Regions from separate parts of the Mus musculus genome. Here region 2 is linked to region 1. The links are chromatin contacts, called in public HiChIP or PLAC-seq maps. All regions are on one chromosome and are shown on one strand. The core of a region is the stretch at or near the end of the contact, and the rest is flanking DNA. Distances in the headings are between cores, read along the strand shown.

Region 1 (6,050 bases), core at 2,087-4,586:
GGCTGTCCTGGAACTCACTTTATAGACCAGGCTGGCTTCGAACTCAGAGATCCACCTGCCTCTGCCTTCCAAGGTTTCTTAAAAGAGAAGCTGAGAAAAAATGTTTGGCCTCAAGCAGTGACAGTGTCCGGTCTCTGACATCTAGACATCTATCGATCACTAGCAGATGACCTTGGGCAGGTCACTTCTTCAACTGCAGGCTCCTGGTGGGTTGAGTTCACACTTCAAGGGGTTTTACAGGAGAGAGAGAGAGAGAGAGAGAGAGCAAACTGGCTTTGCAAACTAAAATGCTGGCTCATGAACTTCCCAGTGTCCCCTTAGGGGTCTGTGGCTATATGTTAGCAAGTGTGCACTTGAGTCACATGGGAAGTAGGCAGGAGACAGGGCACCACTGTGGGTCTCAGAGGACCCTACACATACCCTCAGCCTTACAATGTACTACGCCTCAGATTTCTTTCCCCTGAAACCATCCCCCCCTGCCCCATAGGTGGAGAAGTTGTGGGGGGGTGCAGAGGTGCTGGGATTAGAGACACGTGCCACTCCATCGTGCCACTTGTGTGTGTGTGTGTGTGTGTGTGTTTGACTGGATGCCTGCTGTCCACCTCATGCATTCAGGAGCCCACAGAAGTCAGAAGGAGGTTTCAGATCTCTTGGGATGAAAGTTATGAGCAGTTTTAAGGCAACACATGAATGCTAGAAACTGAACCCCAGTCCTCTCCAAAAGCAGAAAGTGTTCTTAACGCTTGAGCCAGCTCTCTGGCGCCTTGGATCTTATTTCTTTGCAGTGCTGGAGATCAAACCCAGGACTTGGTGTGTGCTAGGCAGACACTCTGACTGAGTCTCCTTCTCAGCCCTCTTGTTTGTGCCCTTCCCTCATCCGAGTCTCTATTAGCTTCTTCCCTAAACGGGGACAGTGAACCACACCTGCCAAAGTGGAAATCTGGGTTTGGGAATTTCTGTCTTGGTAGCTACAGCAGCAGCCGTGTGTTGAGGGCACCCTCTTGGAGCACCTGGCTAAATGCTTTCCGCTTTCATTGTTCTACTGATCCAGGGAGTGCAGACTTCATGATGAGCTAAGAGCTAAGTGTGAGCTGGAGAAACGGCTCAGTAGTTAAGAATGAAATGCTGGGGCTGGTGAGATGGCTCAGTGGGTAAGAAGAGTACCCGACTGCTCTTCCGAAGGTCCTAAGTTCAAATCCCAGCAACCACATGGTGGCTCACAACCATCCATAATGAAATCTGACTCCCTCTTCTGGTGTGTCTGAAGACAGCTACAGTGTACTTACATATAATAAATAAATAAATAAGAATGAAATGCTGGTCTTACAGAAGATTCTAATTCAGTCCACAGCCATCATGTTGGGCTGCTTACAACTACCTGTAACTCCAGCTTTGGGAAACCCAGTGCCTCCTGCCCCAGAACACCTGTGTTCACATGCACATAACCATTTATACAGATACACACATACACACACATAACCATATATACAGATACACACATACACACACATCAAATGATAAATCTTTAGTAAATTATAAACAAACACGCCTATTTTGCCAATGAGATTTATAAGGTTCAGATGGATGCAAAATATTTTTCAGTCATACCTTAGCTGTGGAGACTTGTACCCCAAACCTCAGAGCTTAGCCACATTCCAAACTCCCCATATAAATGTTTATATAGGTTTACATATTTATCTGGTAAACCGAGTCTGTGTTTTGATGGCTACTCTATAAATTTTTTTTAATATTTACTTGTTTGCTTTTATACTTTCAGGGAGAGTCTCATTTTGTAGTCCTGGCTGTCCTGGAGCTCACTATGTAGACCAGGCTGACTTCGAACTCACAAGAGATCTCTACCTGAATCTGCCTCCCAAGTACTGAGATTAAAGGCTTGCACCACCACGCCTGCCCCTCTTTTTGATGTTCTGAGATAGCATTTTGCTATGTAACTCTGGCTGGCCTGATAGCATTTATGTAGCCCACTGTGGGCTCCAACTCAAAACAAGTCTTCGTTCTCACCTTCCCAAGCAGAGGGCTGGGATTATATGCATATACTAGCATGGCTGACTGGGGTTCCCCCCAGGGTTTGCTCATTTGTTTGAGACAGGGCCTCATGTGGACCAGTGCGGCTTTGAACTCTCTGTTCCCAAAGAGGGTCTTGAACTTGTTTTTTTTTCTTAAGTTACATTTGGTGAGTGTGTGTGCCTGTATGTGTGTGCACATTCCTGCATGTGTGCATGTGTGTGCACATGTATGTGGATACTCGTGTGTGTGTGTGTGTGTCCCACGATGCACGTGAGGACAGCTTGTGGGTTGTCCCCTTCCACCATGTGGGTTGAGAAGACTGAGTAGTCAGGTTTGACTGCAGACAACCTTTGTCCACTCCCTAGCCGTGACCTTGAACTCTGATTCTCTAGCCTCTACTTCCTCTGAATGGTCAGATGATAGGCATGCCCAACCCTTCCTTTTCCCAGCTCTGGAATGTAACCTAGGGCTTCAGAGGTGCTAGGCAAACCCTCTACCAACTGGGGGACCTCTCAGCCCTGGGGTTCACTTCAGACCTTAAGGAGCAATCCTTGCTTATATCTCCAAGTATGACATAGCAAGGCTGTTTTCAGACCTAGGGACCCCAAAGACCCTGCTCACCTAGCCCCCAACAGCTATACCCAGAGTGAGACATAGGCCCACTGCCCTAATTCTCTCCCCACTCCCTACCTCCCTCCTTCCTAAGAAACTGGAAGAAACAGAACTTTGACCTGCCCTGTGGCCCAGCAGTGACTCAGGTTTTATAAGGGGGCATAGATGAAAGGGCCTGAGGCCCACAGATGTCTGACTCAACTCCAGGACCACTGCTGGTTGTTACCAGTGTCTGGGATAGAGTTTGTGGGGCCTCTGACAGCCTGTGAATAAGGATGGGGAGTCCTGGATGACCCCCAAGACTTCCTTAGCCAGGGTCAGTTGAGAGCAGACACACATGGACACCCTAGGCTCAAACTCAGCTCCTTACAACAGCCCGACCCTGCCACCCTCACTGAAGCTGTGTTCTCTCCCCTGGGATCCCCCACTTTGTCCCTTACTCAGCACCACATAAGTAGCCTCCTCCTCACAGAGTCCCCTGTCTTCATCCCCCCAGATCGCTCGTCATTGGCGGCAAGCGACAAAGCTTGAGCTCTAACCGATTTGTTCACTCATTCATTCATTCAGTGCTAATTATTTGGGGCCAAGTGCCAAGTCCTGGCCAGACTCACCCAAGGCTAGCTTTCTTAAGAAGCTGATATCCCAGGAGTCAGATGTTTGGAAGGTCCCATGGGCTTCAGCAAGGCCACAGGGAAACAGCTTGGGGGAAACTGAAGGAAGGCAGTCCGCACAGGGTTGTATTGATGACGTCCCAGCAATCAGCTCCATGCCATTCTAGGCCCAGCCCAACCCAGGGACAACACCCCCTGATGGCCATTCATTCCTTAAGCATGTGGTCATAGCTTCTGCTTGAATACTTCTAGGGACAGGGAGGTCACCTCCTGACAGTTCACATGTCCCATCCCTAGACAGTCAAGATGGCTAAGATGTTTTTCATGTGTGTTGGAATGTGCCTGCCTATAGCTCCCCACTTTTGCCTTTGTCTGGAGACACACCCCAGTAACCTAGCTACCACCCCTGCAAACACAAGGGCCTGTTCCAAGAGCCCTCTCTTCTCCACGTCTACAAGTGGATTTGCTAGCAAGGTGACCTGTGACCTCTAAGCAAGGTGTGTGGGTATGGGAAGGGAGAGGCTGAGGGGGGTGTGGGGGGAGCGTGGGAAAAAAATCTCAGCTAACCCAACAAGTCCTGGGATTCTCCCCGCTTACCTGTGAGTCACCCCCAAACTAGGCCAAACCAGTCCACAGGCCCACATGCTGCCAAACACATGGCGCATCAGACAGGCATTCACAGAGTCGAAGACCCACCACATCACACAGCACAGAAATACAGAGATACCCGCCTAGACAAACGCAGCCAGGAACACACAGCAACACACACACATGGTCACACACCAAGAGACACAAACACACAGGGGCTCTGTAGGCGTGCAAGCCACACGCTCCACTACAGAACACACAGGCACCACAGCACATGTATGCACGTATCTCCGGAACACACCCATTCAGCTCACAGCCAACAAACAAGCTCTCTCTGCTTTGCAATCCATCTGCCCTTGAATAGGAACCTGTACTTGGTGCACGCAGAGCTCACACATTCCCGCGTGCTACCCGGCTGTACTCTGCCCTTTTCCCCACATTAGTCAAACCTGCTTAAAGAACCCTCCAGCAGAGAGTGGGTCCAGAAGGACAGTGTCCCTGAGAGTCACCTCCTTCCTCTCTAGGGACCTCCTACATTCCAACTCCAGGCTGTATTCACCTAGACCCCAATCAACCAGAACCCCATGTCCCCCACCTCACCCTCCTGCCTGTTTCCCATCTGCTTCTAAAACCAGCTCACTTTCCACCCCCTCGTCCTTGTACAGACTGCCTTCCTATGCTGGGGTACCCTGGCAGCTCTCAGGGCCAGTTTGGATCACCCGTGTCCTCCTCCCTAGGCACAGAACTGGCACACCAACCCCTACCTGGACCTCCTTGCTTTGGCTTTGTTAAGGGTGCTTTTAGATCCATAGTATGTTCCACACAGCAACCACAAGTTACCCTGTGCTCTGCACAGGGCCAAAGAGACCTCTTTGCAAGGTGTGCAGCCTTAGGGGGTTTGGGGAGGTGGCTAGGGTGTAGACAGACCTGGGTTTGAATTCTGACTGGCTGGTTGGCTTTGGGCAAGTGACTTACTCTTGCGGAGCCTCAGTCTCCTGCTCTCGTTAGCTGGGGTTGATGGGAAGGTTAGCTCCTAGTCTGTGGATTAAAGAAGACTACACTTACACTTGAAAAACAAAGCACAGATGACTGGCGCCTCTGCCATCAGCAGCAGCTTCTCAGAGGCCCCTCTGGTGGCCTAGGACTCGCCTAGAGAGGCCTCAATTTCATTCCTCCTTACTGAGTTATGAAGAAGCCATGCCTCCCCGCTCCGAGCCTACCAAGATGCTTTAGGGGACTCACTTCAACACAAATAAAACTCTTCTAAGCTTGGGAGTCTCGGCGCCTCTTTTCGTGGCTGCCCGCAGAGCCTGGTGGGATAATTACCATTGCCAATGGCGTGTACTTAATAAGCATCCCTGTTATTTTGCCAGCCCAGCTCAATGGAGTTCAAAGCATGTTCCAGTAGCCACCCCCTTCTTCCTCATCTCTGACTACCATACCCATTCAGCAAAGCAAGACTCAGAAAAGTTAAGCAACCTGTGCCAGGGCGCCCAGCACCTTGGCAAGGTTCCTATTCCCAGGCTGGGTCCGCAATCTCTTGCAAAGAACCCAGGATTAACAAGAGTACCTGAAAGGAAGGTTACCCTGGCTAGCCTATCCTCTCCATGATGAGATTTCCCTTCCAGGGGTGGGGGGACAGGGAAGGAAGGCAGAGGTGGTTTTCAGCCTACGGGTGGAGAGAGAGAGAGAGAGAGAGAGAGAGAGAGAGAGAGAGAGAGAGAGAGAGAGAGAGAGAGAGAGAGAGAGAGAGAGAGAGAGAGAGAGAGAGAGAATATGAGAGAATATGAGAGAATATGAGAGAATATGAGAGAATATGAGAGAATGAGAGAATGAGGGAGTGGACACTGAGTCGTCTCACACCCAAGGGTACCAAATGAATGGGAGCTTCAAGCGTGGGGAGTCCAGGAACAAGGCAGAGCGACCCAAGTAGGAGTTGCCACATCAGACTCACCTCCCGCCATCACGTCCCTCGGGTGCCAACCTTTACTTACCGGCTGTGTGGGATTCCAGGTTCCCAGCCCACTAGGAGCTTCTGCCGGACCTTGCTTCCCTGATGCTGTGGGGCTTTCAGCGGCGGCTCCCCAGGCGGGTTGATTGGATACCCAGTGATGGGGCGGAGTTCCTGAGGAGGCTCCTGCCAGCCCCTGGATTCCTCAGGGCCGCAGGGGTGGGGAGCTGGTCTGGCCGGTTCCCTACCTTCCTCCCCAG
Region 2 (6,050 bases), core at 1,123-3,622, 1.4 Mb before region 1:
GGTTAAGAGTTCAATTCTCATGAACATGGCAGCTCACAACTATAACTCCTGTTCCAGGGGCAATCTGACAACCTTCACACAGACACACATGCAGTCAAAACACCAATGTACATAAAATTAAAATAATCTATTTTTTAAAAGTTGCAAGAGATTTTTAAAATTATGCTTCTCACGCAAATTATCAAATTTTTGGAAAATTTTAAGAAAGTATAAAACTGTCAAAGAGTACATTATTCTACCACCAGAAGGAAACAAGTATCTATCTTGCTTTCCAGTCTTCCATGGAATGCTGGTACAGTTGGTAGAGAACAGATATAACCTAGCTCTGCCCAGGATGCTGCTTGCCAGGTGAGCCTCCTGCACTTGATGGGTCATGACGGATGGTCACGGTCTAGCCTGATTTCCTCCAACTTGAAACATCCCTACTAAAGGATAGTGGAAGGCACAGGAGATTCAAAAGACCTTTCAAAGCCCCAGGAGATTGACCCATTAGCTATTTTGCTTGGTGAGAGAGTGTGTTCAAGGCCTACATGGAACTGTACCAACTGGTTAGTGGCTTCGAGAAGCCAGTCTCACCCTTTCATTTGGCCAAAATGGAGTCCAGAATAAAGACTTGCTGAGGAAGACGCGGGAGTACCAAAAGGGTTCTGTTAGAGCTGGCTCTTGGAGGTTCACCCACCGCCCAGTTCTGAGACCCCCTCAAAGACTGAAGTAGGGGCATCAGATGTCCAACCATTCACCGGGCCCAAGGGGGAGCTCTTTTCACGTTGGTACACTGAGGGCTTAAGCTGACCCACTCGTACCCCAAGTGGCACCTTCTGGCATCCGAGGCACCACCCAACTGGCCACAGAGATTCCGCACGCACCCGGAGTATGGAGGTCTCCGTGGGTGTCCCATGGAGTGCGCGGAATCCTCCTCAAGACCTCAAGGACCGGTCCCTTAACAGGAACTGGTTCCTAACTAGTCAATCTATCCCTCCCGCCCGGTCGCTATGGCAACCACTGGCCTAACATTCCAGAGTCCGGCGGCAGGCAACTGGCTAACTAGCCAGGGGTGTCCTCTGTGTCTTTAATGTGAAAAGCTGTTGACCAATCGTTGGAGACGTTTCAAAAACCAACAAAAAAAGCTACCAGAATTTTGGGGTTCGGATTGACAATGCTAAGGAGAACCTGTTAGGCAGGGAACTAACTATTAGGGTTTTTGTTTCTGGGGTTCAGTTCCCTTTTCTTGTTTGTTTGTTTGTTTGATTGTTTCGGTTTTGTTTGGTTGTTGGGTTTGTTTGGTTTGTTGTTTTTGTGACTCATCGAAGGAATAAACCCAAGTGTTCCTACCCATCCATCCACACCCTGAGTGTGAGAGCAGAAAGGTCGATGACATAATTCCCCAAGGGCAACCGTGCAGTATTCCAAGAGCCCCTTACCCGTTTCACCGCAGCCACAGTGCCTAGCCACAGCCCGGCTTAAACCCACCAGCGTCTTCTTTAAAATTATGGGATAGTCCCCTGTTAGAAACTGTCTCCCGCTTGTTCCTCAGATCACATCTCCTGCCACCCACGCCTCAAGAAAAAAAAAAAAAATCTCGCACCGACCCAGTTGGTCTTTGGGCATCTCCCATAATACAATATGGCAGCTCCATCCTCTCTTAAACTCTCCCTCCCAGTTCTACCGCGTTTCCATCGCTGAGGTCTCCCCAATGTCATTTCCTCGTAAAACCTGTGTGATCTCAACATCTCCCCCAGAGGTTGCTGTGCGGCTCTGGACTGAACGGCGCGTGCTGAAAAATGAGCGCGCTGGAAGCTCCACGCGCAGGTTCATGCTCACAGCCGAACCCCTGGGAAACAGCAGCGGGCGGGGGAGGGGTGCGGGGGGGGGGACGGGACTACTAGGATGATTGACAGCCTACCGGGGCTGCTGAGCTGCAGGCGTACCGGGAAATTAAGGACGCAATACAGCCAACAGGTGGGACGCAGGCGCAGGAAAGAAGGGGTACGCACGGTCCCCGAGACGTGTCAGGGCTCTGCTGGGTTTCGATACTGGAGCTACCTGATGGAAGCAGCAGGGGCGCCGCCCGGGACGGTCGGTGGCAGTTAGCGCAGACTGCGGGGGGACACCAGGCGGGCTGCTTAAGCCCAGCCTACTTGTCCGGCAGGTGGAGGTGAGCAGCCATAACTTGGGGACCAAAGCAGCCCGGACTTCTTCCTTTGGCCGCTAGAGGGGACTCCTCCAGGTGAGTGTCAGGTCGCCCCTACGCTTCAAGCGAGCTTGGCGACGCAGCCAATTATTTCAGGATGTCCCGCCCATCCCCTCCCGACAACCACTCGCCTGCGCAGAGGCTTCGCCAGCTTGGGACTGGCAGGCAGTGTAACAAATCAAGTCTCCACCTTTGAAAGCAAAACACTGCAGCCCCTTGGAAACTCGGAGCTGGGAAGGGATCCAAGAGGCTGTACCTAGGGGTGGCACGGAGTGTCCGAGTCGCTTCTCCGGAACCTGGGATAGGTGGATCTAGAAGGAACGTCCCGGGTGAGTCACGGTCATGACTGAGGGAAGGGGTACTTGAAATCAGGCTTGCTGTTTTGATCCCCTAGTATAAATATAGTCTCCCTTGTTGTTGCCAGCCTTGTCAGTTTGGGTTCTGTTGCCTCCGATTTTTTTTTTTTTTTTTTTTTTTTGTCTCTTCCATATTTTCAAGGAGGGTGGGCACGGGTTTGCCTTAATGAAGGAGATGCTGGGCGTTACCAGATGAGGAAGTGGAAGGCCAGTACTGCCGGCTCCAGCGTGCAGGAAATAGCCGGTGCGACTGGCAGGTGGATGGAGGGAGCTCTGTGCTTGGTACTGAAACAGAGGTGTGTCTCTCCGAGAATGTCACCCCTCAGTGCTCAAAAGCCCCGGGAAAGAAAAGCTTGGCATGAAACCGACGTTCTTTGGTCAAACTGAATCGTCAGGTGGTGACAAGACCTCCATGCACGCACGCGGGGGGGCGCGCGCGGACACACACACACACCCTTGTTTTTAGTTACAGCCAATTTCATGGCCGCGAGGCTGTTATGCTCGCTGGAAGACTTGCTCGGTGGGGTTAACGGAGTTATTCATTTAGATGAGGCCGGGGGATTCGAGTGGAAGCAAGCACTTTGTGAATTCTCTTGGGTCAGTGACCATAAACTGTGACTGTGATTGTCAACACTGGCTTGGCTGTGTGCCTCTTGGACATATGTCAGCCTTGGACCAACAATAAACCATCACCAGGCCAAAGTGTGAGCCTTATAAGGGAATGCAACTTACAGAGTCCACGGAGGCTTTGGGGTGATGCTACACGGCAGTTCAAGGAGAATCTTCCTCCCTCTGTCTTTGGGTATTCAGAGCTCTGGGGGTTCCCTGGGTAGAGAGGGGAGTTGAAGCTACTGTTTAAAAGCCAGTGACTCAACACACACACACACACACACACACACAGAGGGGTGCGGTGGGGGGAGACAACCTGCTGTCCTCCCTAGCTGGTTCCCAAGGCCTGTTTGCATTTTCTGACATCCTGTGGGTGGGGCTGGGTATATCTGTTTGTGGCCATGGGTTCTGAGTAAGGCATTCTTTTTTTAAACCACAGTGTATCATGGGCATTACATTTGGTCGAGTGGGCATCTATGCAAGTTACCTTGCCAGGCTCTGAGCTAGGTTTCCAGGAACAGCAGAGGACCTGACAGGTGCCTTCAATCCAGGGCCCCCTCAACTCCAGGCTGGAAGCAGCCCTAGGTCTCTCCCAGGTAGAAGGAGCTCTCGAGCACCCCCATATTAACGATGTCAGGACAGAGATACAGACATTTAACACAGAGTTGCTTTCACACACATGCAGTCTAATCCAAGAGTAATTATAATTATGCCCTCCCAGTCTTCCCAGAAAATTATGGTTCCCAGTTGATCCTATATGCATTGGATCTAACATATCAAAAAACATATGGGAGGCATCTTGCAGAAATACTGTCTCAAATGATAGCAGCAGCAACAACTTAACTTTAGGCCCTTTGACAAGGTGCAACCTGGGCAGAGAGGTCTTCATGGCTGCCCTGTACTAAGCTGGCATTTGGTGTCTGTGCCTGTCTGTCTTGTGACATCAGTGCATGCTGTTGCTTTTCCTAGGTGTGGAACAGGAGGTAGAGGGAACTAGAAACTATGTGATGCGCAGGTTTTTAAAACCTAGGCCCTCAACTCTTTCTTGGGTAGATGCCTGGGAGCTAAGAGCATAGATGTATGAATGAACCCTATAGGGTTACACTGGGGAGTGGGCCCACAAGATGGCTTAGTGGGTCAGGGTAGTTGCGGTTAAGCTTAATGAGTTGAGTTCAATCCCCAGGACCACTATGTAGGATGGAAGGAACTGGCTCCACCAAGCTGTCTTCTGTGCACCTTAGCACACCACATCCCATCGGATTTCCGCGCAGCCCGTGGCACAGAAACATGAGTCACGTTTTACAGCTAAGGAAACTGGCTTAAAAGCTGGGGGTAACCTGGCTGAGGTACACAAGGTAGCACATGTCAGATCAGAAGCAATCCAAAACATGTCAAGAGGCCATCGGGATGGCTCAGCAGGCGAAGACAGCTGTCAGGCAAGGCTGGAAGCCTGAGTTCAATCCCTGGAACCCACTGCGGGAGGAGAGGACTGACTGCCACCACCTCCACAAACACACGACGACCCTCAGACACTCACATACGTGACGATAACACATTAACAACTACAACGTGAAGTATAGTAAACAGTTTGCACAATAGAATAGAATATAAATTCATATGATTTTTGTTTGGTGCTTTGTGTGGGGTTATTCTGTGTGTGTGTGTATATATATATATATATAATATATATTATATATAATATGTATAATATATATATATATATTTGAAAGCATAAGGCTGGATAGAACCTTTTAATACAGTGTTAGGGTTTCCACTGTGAGCTCTTGGATTTTCTCTTCTCTGTTTGGGAGACAAGTGTGAGAAACACTGAAAACAGCAGTCCAGTTAAGCTAACAGGGTGATCTTTATCCCTGCTTCAGCTCAAAGCCACAATTTACAGATGAGATGCTGAATCACCCAGAGCCAAGCTGACCCGGGCATCAGGCCCCACCTCCCAGTACAGCGCCCCTGCCCCGTGGAGGATTTTCCTCATAGTCTTTCCTTCCTAAGTTGAAACACCCGTGATTTGGTTTGGTGTGGTTGTTCATCATTGTTACTGTTGGTTTGGTTTGCTCTAAGACAAGATCTCATTATGTAGCCCAGGCTATCCTGGGGTCCTGTGACAGCCTCCCCTGAGTGCTGGGCTTGTAAGCAGGTGCTGCCAACCTGATGGCCGTGGGATCTATTGATTCATTGATTTCAGAGACAAGGAGAAGCAGATGTCGGTGGCCCATTATCTTGTCCTCAAGCTGATGGGTGAAATAGGAGTTTAAATCGGGGGGGGGGGGGAGCGGGAGTTGGGGGAGGAAGGGGAGAAGAGGGAATGGGATGTCTAAGAGCCAAGAGTAGAGTTTTAGAAAGATCTGTTTATTAAGGGGGTCAGAAGCTTGGTAATCATGCTGTCAGGGTCTCCTTTCCTGTGGCCAGTCGTACTTTGTGGGAAGAGCTTTCTCGAGCAGTGAAGCCGAGTCTCATGTCCATGCATTTTTTATGTGTGTCTCCACCACCCAGAGCTTGGCCAGAGTCAGAAGACACACCCTCACCCATCTGCTTGGAGGAGAGACACCGCTTCCTTCTCCGGGAAGGCTGTATGTAAATCAACCAAAAGAGATCAGAGGACTCCTTTGGCTGAGGAAGGGAGCGAGGCGGCTGCTGGAAGGAGGAGAACACCGGGAGACATGGCTTCCAGTTCACACCCTGCCTAGCAGCAGCTCCAGCGCCCAGCCTGGCCCGGCAGGATGTCCCGCTAGACAGCCATGGACGGAGCCCACAGTGCAGGTCTGCAGCTGCAGCCACTCCCACCCACCAGCGGCGCCACCTCCACGAGCCTGAGCAGCAGCGAGGGCTCCTTCTCCTACAAGGCAAGCACCTCACTTTCCTTTGGGGATTTTATG

What was found. HiChIP or PLAC-seq counts read pairs in DNA pulled down with a chosen protein or histone mark.
Region 2: a contact with region 1 is called in a FOXA1 HiChIP or PLAC-seq map of pancreatic cancer cells. The contact joins the promoter of Nipal3 here to the promoter of Crybg2 in region 1. A contact is called at or near these places in 1 of 39 promoter capture datasets (liver) and 1 of 115 datasets of contacts at active chromatin or transcription factors (pancreatic cancer cells).

The regions. Positions count from the first base shown.
Region 1 is chr4:134,065,738-134,071,787 of GRCm38.p6, reverse strand. Crybg2 (crystallin beta-gamma domain containing 2) reads right to left here and starts at 3,336. Exons shown (of 20, transcript NM_001162970.1): 1 at 3,252-3,336.
Region 2 is chr4:135,490,900-135,496,949 of GRCm38.p6, reverse strand. Nipal3 (NIPA-like domain containing 3) reads left to right here and starts at 2,372. Exons shown (of 12, transcript NM_028995.4): 1 at 2,372-2,520; 2 at 5,668-6,017. The coding sequence starts at 5,913. Stpg1 (sperm tail PG rich repeat containing 1) reads right to left here and starts at 963. Exons shown (of 9, transcript NM_030189.3): 1 at 804-963.